Regions from separate parts of the Mus musculus genome. Here all the other regions are linked to region 1. Evidence: chromatin contacts called from public HiCAR-type and promoter capture Hi-C data. All regions are on one chromosome and are shown on one strand. Each heading gives the region's core, a stretch centred on a gene start, on an enhancer-like site or on the middle of the called end of the contact. The rest is flanking DNA. Distances are from core to core; before and after follow the strand shown. Region 1 holds the start of Inpp5e (inositol polyphosphate-5-phosphatase E). Region 2 holds the start of Brd3 (bromodomain containing 3). Region 3 holds the start of Anapc2 (anaphase promoting complex subunit 2). Region 4 holds the start of Brd3os (bromodomain containing 3, opposite strand).

Evidence for each region. Promoter capture Hi-C pulls out the DNA fragments that hold promoters and counts their contacts. HiCAR-type assays count read pairs that join an accessible place to other places. Capture Hi-C pulls out chosen DNA fragments and counts their contacts.
Region 2: a HiCAR-type map of astrocytes shows a contact between it and region 1, with 2.7 times the contacts expected there. The contact joins the promoter of Brd3 here to the promoter of Inpp5e in region 1.
Region 3: a contact with region 1 is called in a promoter capture Hi-C map of erythroid cells, with 12 times the contacts expected there. The contact joins the promoter of Anapc2 here to the promoter of Inpp5e in region 1. A contact is called at or near these places in 1 of 39 promoter capture datasets (erythroid cells) and 2 of 115 datasets of contacts at active chromatin or transcription factors (large pre-B cells and pancreatic cancer cells).
Region 4: a contact with region 1 is called in a promoter capture Hi-C map of adipose tissue, with 2.6 times the contacts expected there. The contact joins the promoter of Brd3os here to the promoter of Inpp5e in region 1.

The regions. Positions count from the first base shown.
Region 1 is chr2:26,407,947-26,411,065 of GRCm38.p6, forward strand. It overlaps Inpp5e (inositol polyphosphate-5-phosphatase E), which reads right to left and starts at 1,273. Exons shown (of 10, transcript NM_033134.3): 1 at 1-1,273. The coding sequence starts at 641. Sec16a (SEC16 homolog A, endoplasmic reticulum export factor) reads right to left here. Exons shown (of 30, transcript NM_153125.2): 30 at 1,485-3,007. The coding sequence ends at 2,939.
Region 2 is chr2:27,474,411-27,477,357 of GRCm38.p6, forward strand. Brd3 (bromodomain containing 3) reads right to left here and starts at 1,263. Exons shown (of 12, transcript NM_001113573.1): 1 at 1,167-1,263.
Region 3 is chr2:25,271,027-25,274,031 of GRCm38.p6, forward strand. It overlaps Anapc2 (anaphase promoting complex subunit 2), which reads left to right and starts at 1,440. Exons shown (of 13, transcript NM_175300.4): 1 at 1,440-1,651; 2 at 1,889-2,511; 3 at 2,774-2,906. The coding sequence starts at 1,490. Ssna1 (SS nuclear autoantigen 1) reads right to left here and starts at 1,392. Exons shown (of 3, transcript NM_023464.2): 1 at 1,272-1,392; 2 at 903-1,102; 3 at 13-555. The coding sequence starts at 1,323. The coding sequence ends at 448.
Region 4 is chr2:27,440,961-27,443,810 of GRCm38.p6, forward strand. Brd3os (bromodomain containing 3, opposite strand) reads left to right here and starts at 1,476. Exons shown (of 2, transcript NM_001360791.1): 1 at 1,476-1,854; 2 at 1,968-2,850. The coding sequence starts at 2,423. The coding sequence ends at 2,677.

The sequences.
Region 1 (3,119 bases), core at 23-2,522:
TTTGCTGTTCTCAGGGAGCTGGAGGCTATGCTGAGGTCCATAGCTGGTGGTGTGTGTGAGGCATGCAAACTTGCCAACCTGGAGGGGGGCCCACCTGAGGCAGCATCTCTGTGCAGGAGGTCCAAGGAGGTGCTGATCATTCCAGAAAGACAGTCACTCCACAAGGATGGGCTCCCTCCCTCACTGCCTGTGGCCCTTCGGGACTTAGGTATCTCCTGCAAGGATGTGCTGAGGCAGGGCAGGGGACGGCTGTAGGCAGGGGACTGGGCTACTGAGTCTTGCAAGGAGCCCCTGCAGGGACTGGCCCCATTCTGGACAGTCAGATCCTCCTGACTACCCCGGAAACGCCTCCTTCTCCAGCCCTTGTCATCGAGGGACAGGGTTCGCTCCAACTTGGGTCTAATGGGTGGCTGTGGGGTGATGAGATTTGCCTTAGTTTGTGGGTTCTGGTTGCTTGTTTTTGCTGGAATGCTGAAAGGAGGCATGGGGTTTGTCTCTGAACCCTGAGAGTCAGAGGCTGGTAAGAAGCCTGGTGTTGGGATGAGCTTCTTTTCCGTGTTCGGAGGCTGTCCCTGGAGCATTCTGCCTTCTAGCTGCCCAGGTGCCTCAGTGTGACGCAGGCAAGCTGACTTGGATGGCATAGTCCAGACCTGGCCAGCCCTGACCCCCTCAGCCTGGCCCTCCTAAGGAAAGGGATCCTCCCTGGGAGGTTAACAAGCAACTCTTGTTGTCAAGGATGCACGTCAGAGTTCGCCAGCTCGATGCCATGAAAACTCGAGTGGCTCCCTTTGTGGCATGGGGCGGTCCTTTTGGAGGAGGGCCTGTAGCTGCATGGCTGGAGACTTGAGAGTTCTCACCGATGCCTGAGGAAACGCAGAAAAATCTCTTGGCTCCCCGAAGTCAGCTCGCTAGTCTTAAAAGCGACTTCGTGAGAACAGGCGCCAGGGGGTCGGGGCTGCACTTCACGGAGCTGCACAAGTCTGTCCAGCACCCCCGGCCAGCCCTCCACCCCGCCGAGGCAGAGTAGGGCAGCGCGCTCAGCGTCCTAGGCTCACCTGCGCCCTCCGTTCGGCAGCAGACCCGCCGCCGGACGCCCGAGGTCTGATTCAGCCGGGCCCAGCGCTGGCGGAGGCGGACCTAGGCCAGTCACGGTGGCAGCTGGAACAACGACTGCGGCCCCGTGCCTCGGCCCCCGCCCCCGCCCAGGGTTCGCCCCAGCTCAGTCTAGTGGTCACCCTGGCTCAGGTTCCGTTCTGTAGTCTTCCGGAGAACTGCCCGGCCCAAGACCCTATCGCCGCCACAGCGCCCTCTCGCGGCCGGAGGACCACAGCCCGGTGCCTGGAAGCCACGCCCGACACGAGCTCCCGCCCTGCCAAGCCGCGGCAGGACCAGGCACAGGCAGTCACACCCAATAGCTGCCCAAGGCTCTACCAACACTAAAGATCTCGCTGGTCTGCCCCTCAAAACACAAAGGAAGCCATAAATTAAGTTACTTGAGAGCCCAAAATATTTTATTTAACAATGTGAATTTTGGAAAAATAGCAGCTCCCAGGGAGGAAGCTTCTTGAATCCAAAGTGGTTGGCAGTCAACACAGAGCCTGGGCAGGGTTGAACCAGAGGCAAGGGTCCTGCCTGGTCCCAGCAAGGACACAAGTTGCTACTGACCCACAGGGACAGGCCTTTCTTAATGACAGGAACAGGAGGGTCCAAGTACACTCATCTATGGAACGTCCTGGAAGCCATTCTGTGAGTCTTTCCTAGATGATGCAAGGAACCAGAAAACCGGGAAGGGCTGTACTAATTCCATGTTCTACAATTTCTAAATTTAATACCAAACAAACCATTTATGTTTTCTACCTGCTGATTTTTAAATATTTAACTCTCTTTCCCTTCCTCTTTAGAGTGTAAGGATAGTTTTAGGAACAGTCAGTGAAGCCTTAAAGCTTTGACTCTTATGTGGTGGCAGCTCCTTGAAGTGATATGGGTGAGCCAGTGAGTCGCTGCTGAAGGTCCCTGGTGGGCTTTGGGGTAGAGATGCAAGGTTCCAGAGTGTGCGCTAGGACACCGTAAGCCACTCCAAGATACCACCAAGGCTTTAAGTGCTGTCTGCAGGTGACATTGAGTCAGCTAGAGGGCTCCATACAGACTCCTGGCTAGGAGGGCAGTACGTTGCAGCACACAGCCAGTTTTTGACCTGGTTAATCAGATCAGCAGCTTCAGAATATCAGCTCCCTGGGGCTCTCCCCAGTGACTGAGCCATGACGGAAAGCTCGGAGCAAAAAAAAAACGCACCCAGCACTAATGAGGCCACAGAAAATGGAGTGAGGCTGGAAATGTTGGAGAGACATGCCCTTGTAACCACTTCCTCCCCAGCCTGGGAGCCGCTGCCATCTGGTGACCCTTTGAGGAGCTGGCATGTACTCCCCAGTTCACAGGACAAGGCACAGTTGCCCAGTGCAGTTTGAGGCTCCTCTTAGGCCAGACATCCCAGCAGTCAGTCCTCTCCAGGTAAGCAGACAGCCTTCTCAGTAGCCTAAGGATCCCTGGTTGGTTTGCACCATTTCTCAGGTGAGAAAGGCCTTGGTGTCCAAGTAACTGTGCTCTCCTGTAGTGAATCCCTGCCTAGCCTCTCTGCGGGGATATTCTCAAGTGGCTCAAACCTTAATTTGTCTAAAGTGACTAAAAAAGAAACATTGTTCTTTTACATAAAAGACTTTGAATTAGATTCATTCTATCCAGCATTTGAAAGGAACCTTGAAATCAATTTTTCAATCATTCATATACATAGGCTGCAAGGAAGGAGACACACAGTATGACCGGCTCTGAGTTACTGCCATGTCCATCTGGGATCCACGAGACCTGAGGCAGCTAGTTGGTTCTTGGTGAAGAACAGTTATCTAATCATCTCAGGGTTCCAAATAAGAATCCAGCAGCAATCCTAGTTCAATGCCGCATATTTTCTTTGGCCAATCCTCCCTGGCCTTGAATTTCCCGAGGTGACAGAAGCCTAGAACAAAAGGAACAGCAATGACCTACATGTGTCCATGCCCAGAGGCTGTCCAGCGATGGAGCTACAGGATAACCCCACAGATCAATAACAAATGGGCAGACTCTGTGTT
Region 2 (2,947 bases), core at 13-2,512, 1.1 Mb after region 1:
CACCCAGTCCCATGTTAGCCACTGAAGAACACAAGAATGACCTCAGAGACACAAACTTATACAGTTAAGAAGTTTAAGGTAGAGAAACAACAGCTGTGCACTTATTTCTGGCAGAAAGCTCTTAATCAAAATTGCAAAGGGCAGAGCCTTAAAATTGAGCCCTAAAGTATGAACTCACAAAAGGTATGCCCCGGCTCCCAGTGAGCCCCCTTCCCGCTCCTTACCGCCCCCCCCCCGCCGCCCCAGGGCAAGAAGACTGTTTATGGCTTCCTCGTTAGCCCTGCCCCCGTCGCAGCAACTGGTGGAGAGAACTTCCCCAAGCCGCCAGGATTTTTCACCGGGAATCCTCAAGAACCTTACATACGAGAGGCTTTGGGGTGCGCATTCCTCACCCAACTAGCTTGCGTGTTATACACGAAGTAAGAAAAAGACGTGCACCCCACCCCTTCCACCTCAATCCGAATCGACCTCGCCCGGATTAAGTACTCGTTTAGGCTGATTTCAAAACATGAACTGGGTTTCCTCCTGGCCTGGCTGCAATAATCCAGTAACTCGTAAGCGCGCAAAGTCGTCTCCCGGGCCATAACTCTGCAAATGCAGCCGCCGCCCCCCAAGCCACGCCGCGGCTGCCCCACTTGCAAGGCTCCAGCGGTGTCCAGGCCCAGCCTGGCCTGCCCTGCGACGATCCGCCCTAAGTGGCGCCGGAGCGACCCTGGGCACACCGCGCGCACCTTCCCGCGCCGCGCATCCTCCAGGCAGTCCCCTTCGGAAGATGGCGGGCAGAGGAAAAGGGGAAAGGAAAAAAAAATCCCTTCCGTGAGGGAGGGCTGGCGCAGAGAGCGCGGGCTGTGCCAAGTCCAGGCTGGGCGCTCCGACCAAGGCGACGCCTCCCAGTCCGGCCCGAGGCGACCGGCAAGCCGCGGGCGCACAGCGCAAGGCGGAGGGCAGCGGAGCCCGCGCAGTCGCTGCGACCCCGGGCAGGCGGCCGCCCCGCTTTGTTGCATCGCGGCCGCGCACAAAGGCGGCGGCCCCGGGCTCCGGGCTTCGAGACGCGCGGGAGGCCTGCACCATGCGTTCCGGGCCGTGTTCTCTCAGCCAAGTCCGCCGCCGCCACCGCCACCGCCGCCGCCGCCCAGAGTGTACAAGGAAACGAGAAAAAGGCGTACTTGGCCTAGGCGGCTCCAGCGCCGTCTGCTCCCGGCCCGCGCGGCCGGCTCCTCTTTGGCTCGCCGGCCCCGGCAGCATAATAGACGCGCCGGAGCTGTACAGGGCTCATGCGCTACGCCGCGGCGCCTGGCGGGAGTCGTAGTCCGCGCCCGGGCTCGCGCCAGGGCCGCCCAGGGGAGGCCGAGGCGCACGGACTACATGTCCCGGCCCCGCCGGCGCCACGCCGTGCCCCGCCCCGCGCGCCCCCGGCCGCCCGCCCGGCCGCCCTGGCCGCCAGCGGGCCCGGCCTAGGGGCGCGTGGGGGCGGGGCTGGGAGGTTGCCCGCCAGGACCCGAGGCGACGCTGGAACCTTGGCCCGCCCGCGCGCCTTCACTTTAGCGTTCTCAGCCACACGCAGGGAATAAGAACTGGTGGGCGGATTTCCAGAAGCCTAGGAAAACGTGGGAAAGGCGGGAACGCAGTTAGCACCCTGGGGTCACTACCCGGGTACCCCGAGGCCTCCCTCAAACCCCGAATGCTCACAAGCAGGGAGGCGCGCACCGGCCCCAGCCCATGTTTGTAAACAAACCGCGCGCCTAATTAGCCTGGCGAGGGCGCGCGCAGGGCGGTCCTTGCCAGGGAGGAGTCGCGATCAATCCCGCCCCAAAATCCTGGGGCGGGTTGAAGACCTGGGGACTCCGTAAGAGACCTGGCTGGTGGTGCCGGAAAAAGGCGGATTCTCCAAAGCTAGACACCAGTAAGGGATGCTTCAGGCTGTGCCAGCCAACTTTCCCTCTCTGGAGTCTCAGTGTGTCCCCATGTGCCTATGGAAAGACAGGAATGAGATTAAGTCCCGCCCTTTTTCTGCGTTTTGAAAGGGTTAGGACGGGGTCACACTTCAGATCTTGGTTTTGGTGAAAATTACAATGGTGCCTACGTTAGTCAGTTTTTATCCAGTTGTAATTTAAGGTGGGTGTGTGATAGACCCCAACAAAAACGTTACAAACAAAACAAGTTTTTCCATCAGTGCCCGCTGAACCTGCCTGCCAATGCAGGGTTCCAATTCTGCTGTGAGCTGGACCTATTCCAAGATCCTGGTGTCACTGAGTTTATTTCTGGCTGAGCGGGCACTTTGCTGCATGCAAGAAATGCACAGGTGGTTATGGTATTAAATACCAGACACACACACACACACACACACACACACACACGTACACACACACATACACACACATACACAACGAATATGTTCTGTACCTGAAAATGAAAAAGGCTCAAGAAGGCAAAGTGACATCCTTGGTCTCAGAGGTCCCAAGCTCCAAGCCCAGGGTCCTTGGAAGAGATTTGAGGACAAGCTGGAGCCTCTCCAGGCTCTTCTTGTCTCCTCTTTGGTCTACAGCATGGGTGCTTCTCACACCCTGGGGCGAGGTGGCCACTGCAAGGAAGCCCTGCTGTTTAGTCGCAGACTGAACACAGGGTAGGAGAGCAAGACCTGGGAGGCTCTAAGTTAGAGTCCTTAAACTCTTGAACCCAGGCTCCCCAGCAAAGCCATGACTGGGAGCTTGCAGAACTGCAGTCACCTTGCAGGTTCTATTATCATTCCTGCCATCTGGGTCTCACCTTTCTGGACACACTGAGCACTCTGGCTACTAGGACAAGGGACTTGCCAGTTAACTTTTTAAACAAAACCCAGAAAACTCTGTGTGTGTGTGTGAGTGTGTGTGTAACTATGTATGTGTGTGTGTAACTATGTACATGTGTGTAACTATGTGTTTGTAACAGTGTGTGTAACTGTGTGTGT
Region 3 (3,005 bases), core at 190-2,689, 1.1 Mb before region 1:
AGCAGACACAGATCTTGCAAAACAACCTTTATTGAAACACCAGAGGCCATGGGGATGGGCCCTAAGGTTTTGGTTCTGGAGTCAAGATTCTTTCTTCAACATGTCTGGCCTGGGGCCCTAGTGGCTGGGGAGACAAAGTGAGGGGCTCCCACAGTACTCAGACCAGGACCAGGACATTCCTGGTAGCCCAAAGGGATTCAGGAGCTTCAGAGAGAGGCCCCTCATGGAGCTGCTCAGGGTCCCCACAGCACATGTGAGTACGGAGCTGGGAACACCTCTTCCATTGGACTGTCCTAGGGCTTTTCTTGTCTAGGCAGGTGGAGGTCAGAAATTGCCCCTCTGGGCACCAGAGATAAAAGACATCTGAGGCCACGAAGAACAAAGATGCTTTAGGACAGACATGTTGAGGACTAAGCAGCCATAGGCCACGGCTGAAACAGGCACTCGTCAGCTGTCCTTGCCTCCACTACTCTTCTGGTCTGAAGCTGTGGCTTTAGTCAGGTTCCCAGCTTCTCTTTTGAGTACACTAAGCAGAGTCTGAGAGCTCTCCAGGATCTGGGGCCAGAGAAATAAAAGGATGTTATTTCTCTGGTAGGAAGGTCCCATTGCCTCAGGCTCTAATAATGGAGGATGGAAATCTCAATTTGGTCATCTGTGCTGTAGCCAACTGGTTATGGAGTAAAACCATCCTCCCTTCTGCACCTGTCCCAGAGCTCTTCCACCCTGCAAAGCCAGGCTGGGTTAATTCAGGCCCACACCGTGTACTCTGTCCAATACACCAATGCTCACTTTTGGAACCCACAGACAGCCCACTGTTCCACCTACAGCCTCTGAACCACAATGGGCCCTACCTAGCCTCAGATGGTAGTAAGGCACTCACAACAGACATCTGAGAGCCCCACCTTGAGGTAGGCGGCCTCGGTTTCTGCGATGGTCCGGTCAAACTCGTTGCGAGAGGCGATCTTGCGCGCCAGGTTCTCGTTGACGCGGGCCAACTTCTCCGTGAGCTGCCTCACCTCATTCTGTAGCCGCTGCTTTTCGTCCTCCTCTTGCTGGATCTGCCGGCACAGCTCCTCTCGCTTCTGACACAACTCCTCGATGCCTAGGGTGGGTGGGAAGACAGAGCTGTGGGTGGGGACTCGTGAGCTTCCGACCCCAACCAGCAATGACAGAGGGGCAGGCCGCAGAGCGGGGCTCGTGAGGCATGTCCACGCAGCCTCCCGAGTGGGTCGGCCGGCCCCGGCCCGCGGCCTTCAGTGCCCGACGCTCACACTTGACCAACTCGTTGTTGTAGTTCTGCAGCGCCGCGCCCTGTTGGGTCATGGTCTGCACCGCGTCCGGAAGCCTCAACCGCCGCCTGCACAGCTAAGTCCGCACCTGCGCACTGCCCACAAAGCGCGCGGGCTGGTGAACGTCACGGCTGCGCCACAGGTCCGCGCTTGCGTCATCACCGTGCGCTCTACTGGGCGGGTCTGTTTTGTGGACAGTGATGGAGGCCGAGGGTGTGGCGGTGGCGGCGGCGGCGGCGGCGGCGGCGGCGGCGGCGACAATTATTGCCTCCGATGACTGCGACTCTAGGCCTGGACAGGAGCTCTTGGTTGCCTGGAATACTGTGAGCACCGGTCTGGTGCCGCCGGCCGCGCTGGGGCTGGTGAGGCCGGGGAAAGGTTGTCGGGCCTGTGCAGATTTCCCGCGACTTTGCATACTTTAGGGGGTCCACCCTTGGGGCCTCACAGCTCCGTGGCCTGCCTGTAGTGGGCTTGCCTCCTTCCTCAGCTACCTGATTTGTTTGGTTCCCTGGCAGCTCTTCGGTTGCTGGGTTTTTCCATGCCCCTCCTCTCCCTTTACCCCTATTCCGCCCCTCTGCTCACGGTTTTCCGTGCTCCAGGCGTCTTCCCGGACCAGCGGTGCAGTCCCACCAAAGGAGGAAGAGCTTCGTGCAGCGGTGGAGGTTCTGAGGGGACACGGTCTGCACTCTGTCCTGGAGGAGTGGTTCGTGGAAGTGCTGCAGAACGACCTTCAAGGCAATATTGCCACGGAGTTCTGGAATGCCATCGCTCTGCGAGAAAACTCTGTCGATGAGCCCCAGTGCCTTGGGCTGCTCCTGGATGCGTTCGGTCTGCTGGAAAGCCGCTTGGATCCCTATCTGCATAGCCTAGAACTCCTAGAGAAATGGACTCGTCTGGGCTTGCTGATGGGCGCTGGAGCTCAGGGGCTTCGGGAGAAAGTTCACACTATGTTGCGGGGAGTCCTGTTTTTTTCCACCCCTAGGACATTCCAGGAGATGGTCCAGCGCCTCTATGGTCGTTTCTTGAGAGTCTATATGCAGAGCAAGAGAAAAGGAGAAGGGGGCACAGACCCGGAACTAGAGGGTGAGCTAGATAGCCGGTATGCCCGCCGCAGGTACTACCGACTTTTGCAGAGTCCTCTGTGCGCAGGATGTGGCAGTGACAAGCAGCAGTGCTGGTGCCGGCAGGCACTGGAGCAGTTCAACCAGCTGAGCCAGGTCCTGTGAGTACTGCTTCCTAACCATGCTGCGGTTTCTCTGCAAGCTTCATTAGTCCTGAATTCAAAAGACCTCTCAATAGAGCTTATAGACTAACTGGCGATGTCTTTTTTGCCCATACTTGTAACCAGGGATTATTGTTCATCACGTTTATACTGTCCTGGACATAGGCATAGGGTGTGTGTGCAGTATCTTTATGGGGAGAGCCCTCCTAGGTAAGGGACAGATGTGTGTTGTGGGTTCTCCATGAGCGGGGATCTTTTCTAGGCATAGGCTCAGTCTGCTGGAGCGGGTTTGTGCTGAGGCCGTGACAACCACCCTGCATCAGGTGACCCGGGAAAGGATGGAAGACCGCTGCCGAGGAGAGTATGAGCGCTCTTTTTTGCGTGAGTTTCACAAGGTGAGAATCACCTCTCTGGTCTGTTTCTTGTTAAAGGCAAAAGTGGAGTTGTGGTAGACCTGATACCAAACAGTAGGCAAGTTGACCAGGAGTGGTGAT
Region 4 (2,850 bases), core at 226-2,725, 1.0 Mb after region 1:
GACTAAGCTGGCCTCAAACTCAGAGATCTGCCTGCCTCTGCCTCGAAAATTCCTGCCACCACCATCCCACCCTGCTCCTTTTCCAACACCCACTGATGTCAATATTCTTAACTGGCATCGGACTAAAGTGTGAAAATAGAACTTATGCAGAAAAATGATGGACACGGGGTCACAGTGTTTGGTCGGGTGTAATAGGAGTGTATGCTGAATTTTCCTGGGGCTTTAGGACAATTCAAATGAGCAGTATGTGGAATGGCGGAATTTCGCAGCTACTTTTGAAATGATGCATCCCACACCACATTAAATAAATTGAAAACAAATGTGCCCATCATCTGAGTGGGATGTCAATAATAACAGCAATAGGTCTGAGAAGGAAACTGCACAAAGAAAATAAGGACTGAAGACAAAGCTTAGCCTTAGAGCACTTGCCTAACATGCCCAAGGCCGTGGCGTCAAACTCCAGACCACAAAAGCTCCAACCCAAACATAAAATTAATCCCAGCACTGTGGGAAGCAGAGGCAGGTGGATTTCTGAGTTCGAGGCCAGCCTGGTCTACAAAGTGAGTTCCAGGGCAGCCAGGGCTATACAGAGAAACTCTGTCTCGAAAAAACAAAAAAAGAAAGAAAGAAAGAGAGAGACGGAGGGAGGGAGGGAGGGAGGGAGGGAGGGAGGGAGGGAGAGAGAGAGAGAGAGAGAGAGAGAGAGAGAGAGAGAGAGAGAGAGAGAAAGAAAGAAAGAAAGAAAGAAAGAAAGAAAGAAAGAAAGAAAGAAAGAAAGAAAGAAAGAAAGAAAGAAAACCTCAGAAACCATGTTAGGATCGAGAACTGGGAAGGTGCCTAATGCTAACTCCTAATCCCTCTTCAGCATCTCCTCCAGGTTTCCTAGCCGCTCCTCACCCTCCATGCTCCTCCTTACAATGCCCCCAAGCTCTTCTCCCCAGCTCTTAGCCCCATCTCCCTCCCAGTCCTGACTCCAGAGTGTCTTCCCCAGGCTCCTTTTCTATCCTGGCTTCTCCCTTTGTGTTTACCACCCCCTCCACTCTGCAATGCCCACTCTGCTTCCCCCAAACGCCTCTTCTTCCTCTGCCTCTTCAGGCTCCTCCTCTCAATCCTCATCCTCTCCTCCCTAGCTCTGTCTTCTCCTAGCATTCCTTTCATGCTCCCCCCTCCAGAGCCTCCCCATCTCCTAGATTCTTCCCCCACTACACACTCCCAAATTTCTCGGGATCCTCCTCTCTCTCCACTCTCTCCTTATCCTGGATCTCGCTCTGCCTCTTTCTCCGGCTCCTCCTCTCTTCAAGCTCCTCCCCTCTCCCTTTTCTCTGGATCTCCTCCTCCCCCTATTCTCTCCGCCCCCTAACCTAAGTTCTCTCCAAGCTCCCCCTCCCACTCCAGTCCTTCCCCTTTCCTTCCCCACCGCCCTCTGGACGCTCCTCCTCTCCCTCTAGGTCTTTGGCCCCGCCCACAGAATGATCGATGTGTCCGTCTGCAGGCTGGTCCTCGGTGCTCGGCTCGCCACGCCTGCGACGCTGCCATGGAGACGTAGCCGCGGCCTCCTGGCTCTGCCCGGGACCTGGATCCCTTGCGTCAGCAGGCCCACGCGTGTCCGCGAGCGCCGGTGGCAAAGTCTGCTTCGCTGGAGCATCCGGGCAAGCGGTGACTTTGCTGGCCGCTGGGGCGTAGGGCTCGCATCCTTCCTCCTTCCAGTAGCTCTCTACTCCATAGCTGAGGACCGCTTCTCTCACCAGCGGAGAGGAGACCCTGGGACCGCCAACCGTCTGTGGGTTATTAAGGGACCTGCGATTGTCCATCCGCCTCATCCTTCCGCTCAGCTCAGCTCAGCAAGCTGCATCCGTGAGTAACCTCGCTTGAACACTCTGGCCCATAGAGGCTGCTCCTGGTGGTGAGGCCCATGCTGGGCCTGTCCCCGACTCCCCTCCCCTTCCGACAGTTTCTTCCCTTTGTAGTGTCACCCTTGGTAAGAGTGGAAGACTGGCTAGAAGAAAGGACCTGAACCAACGCTTAGTCCACATCCCCATTGTGTTTTGAGCGGGGTGGACAGGCCAGCCCCTGCTGCAGACACCCTGGATACATCTCTTTGAGCTCAGCAGTATTGCAGCGGCAGTGGACACCTGATAAGCTTCCCAGGAGTGGTGTGGAGTCACTGTCAACACTAGAGCACTTTGTCTGGAATGGCTCTCACGTGGCTCCTGAATGGTCAGAGATGTGTCTTGGATTCTCCTGCCCTCCTGAGGATCTTGCCTATGGAAGGTCTAAGTTACCTACTTTCACTATTAAGTTGAACAAGGACTCCCAAACCCAACAGCCATCAAGGTTGTTGGCCAACTAGTTACAAAGCACAGCAGCCGGCTGTTCCTGGCCTAGGAGGAAAGCCAGGTGTGCAGGACGCTGGGCCTGTGGGATGAGTGGGCGAGTCCCGCTGGCAGAAAAGGCCCTGTCAGAATCCTATGCCCGCCTCCGGTACAGGGATACGTCCTTGCTCATTTGGCAACAAGAGCAGCAGAAGTTGGAGTCTGTACCACCTAGTACATACCTGAGCAGAAGCCGCAGCATGTGGTACTCCCAGTATGGAAATGAGGCCATCTTAGTTCGAGACAAAAACCAGCTTGGGGTCTCTAGGGACACTGGCCAGTCTAAGTTTTGCTCAATCATGTAATTCCAGGGAGAAGACCCTTGATGGCCATGAAGATCAAGCCGTGGTATAAAAACGCAACACCCAAGAATGTCATCCAACACTTTATTAGGGGCACAACAGGTACCTAGATGCTCCTCTCACTGCCCAAGCCCAGGAAATGCTTCCAAACAAAAGGGAAGCAAGAGAGACACACA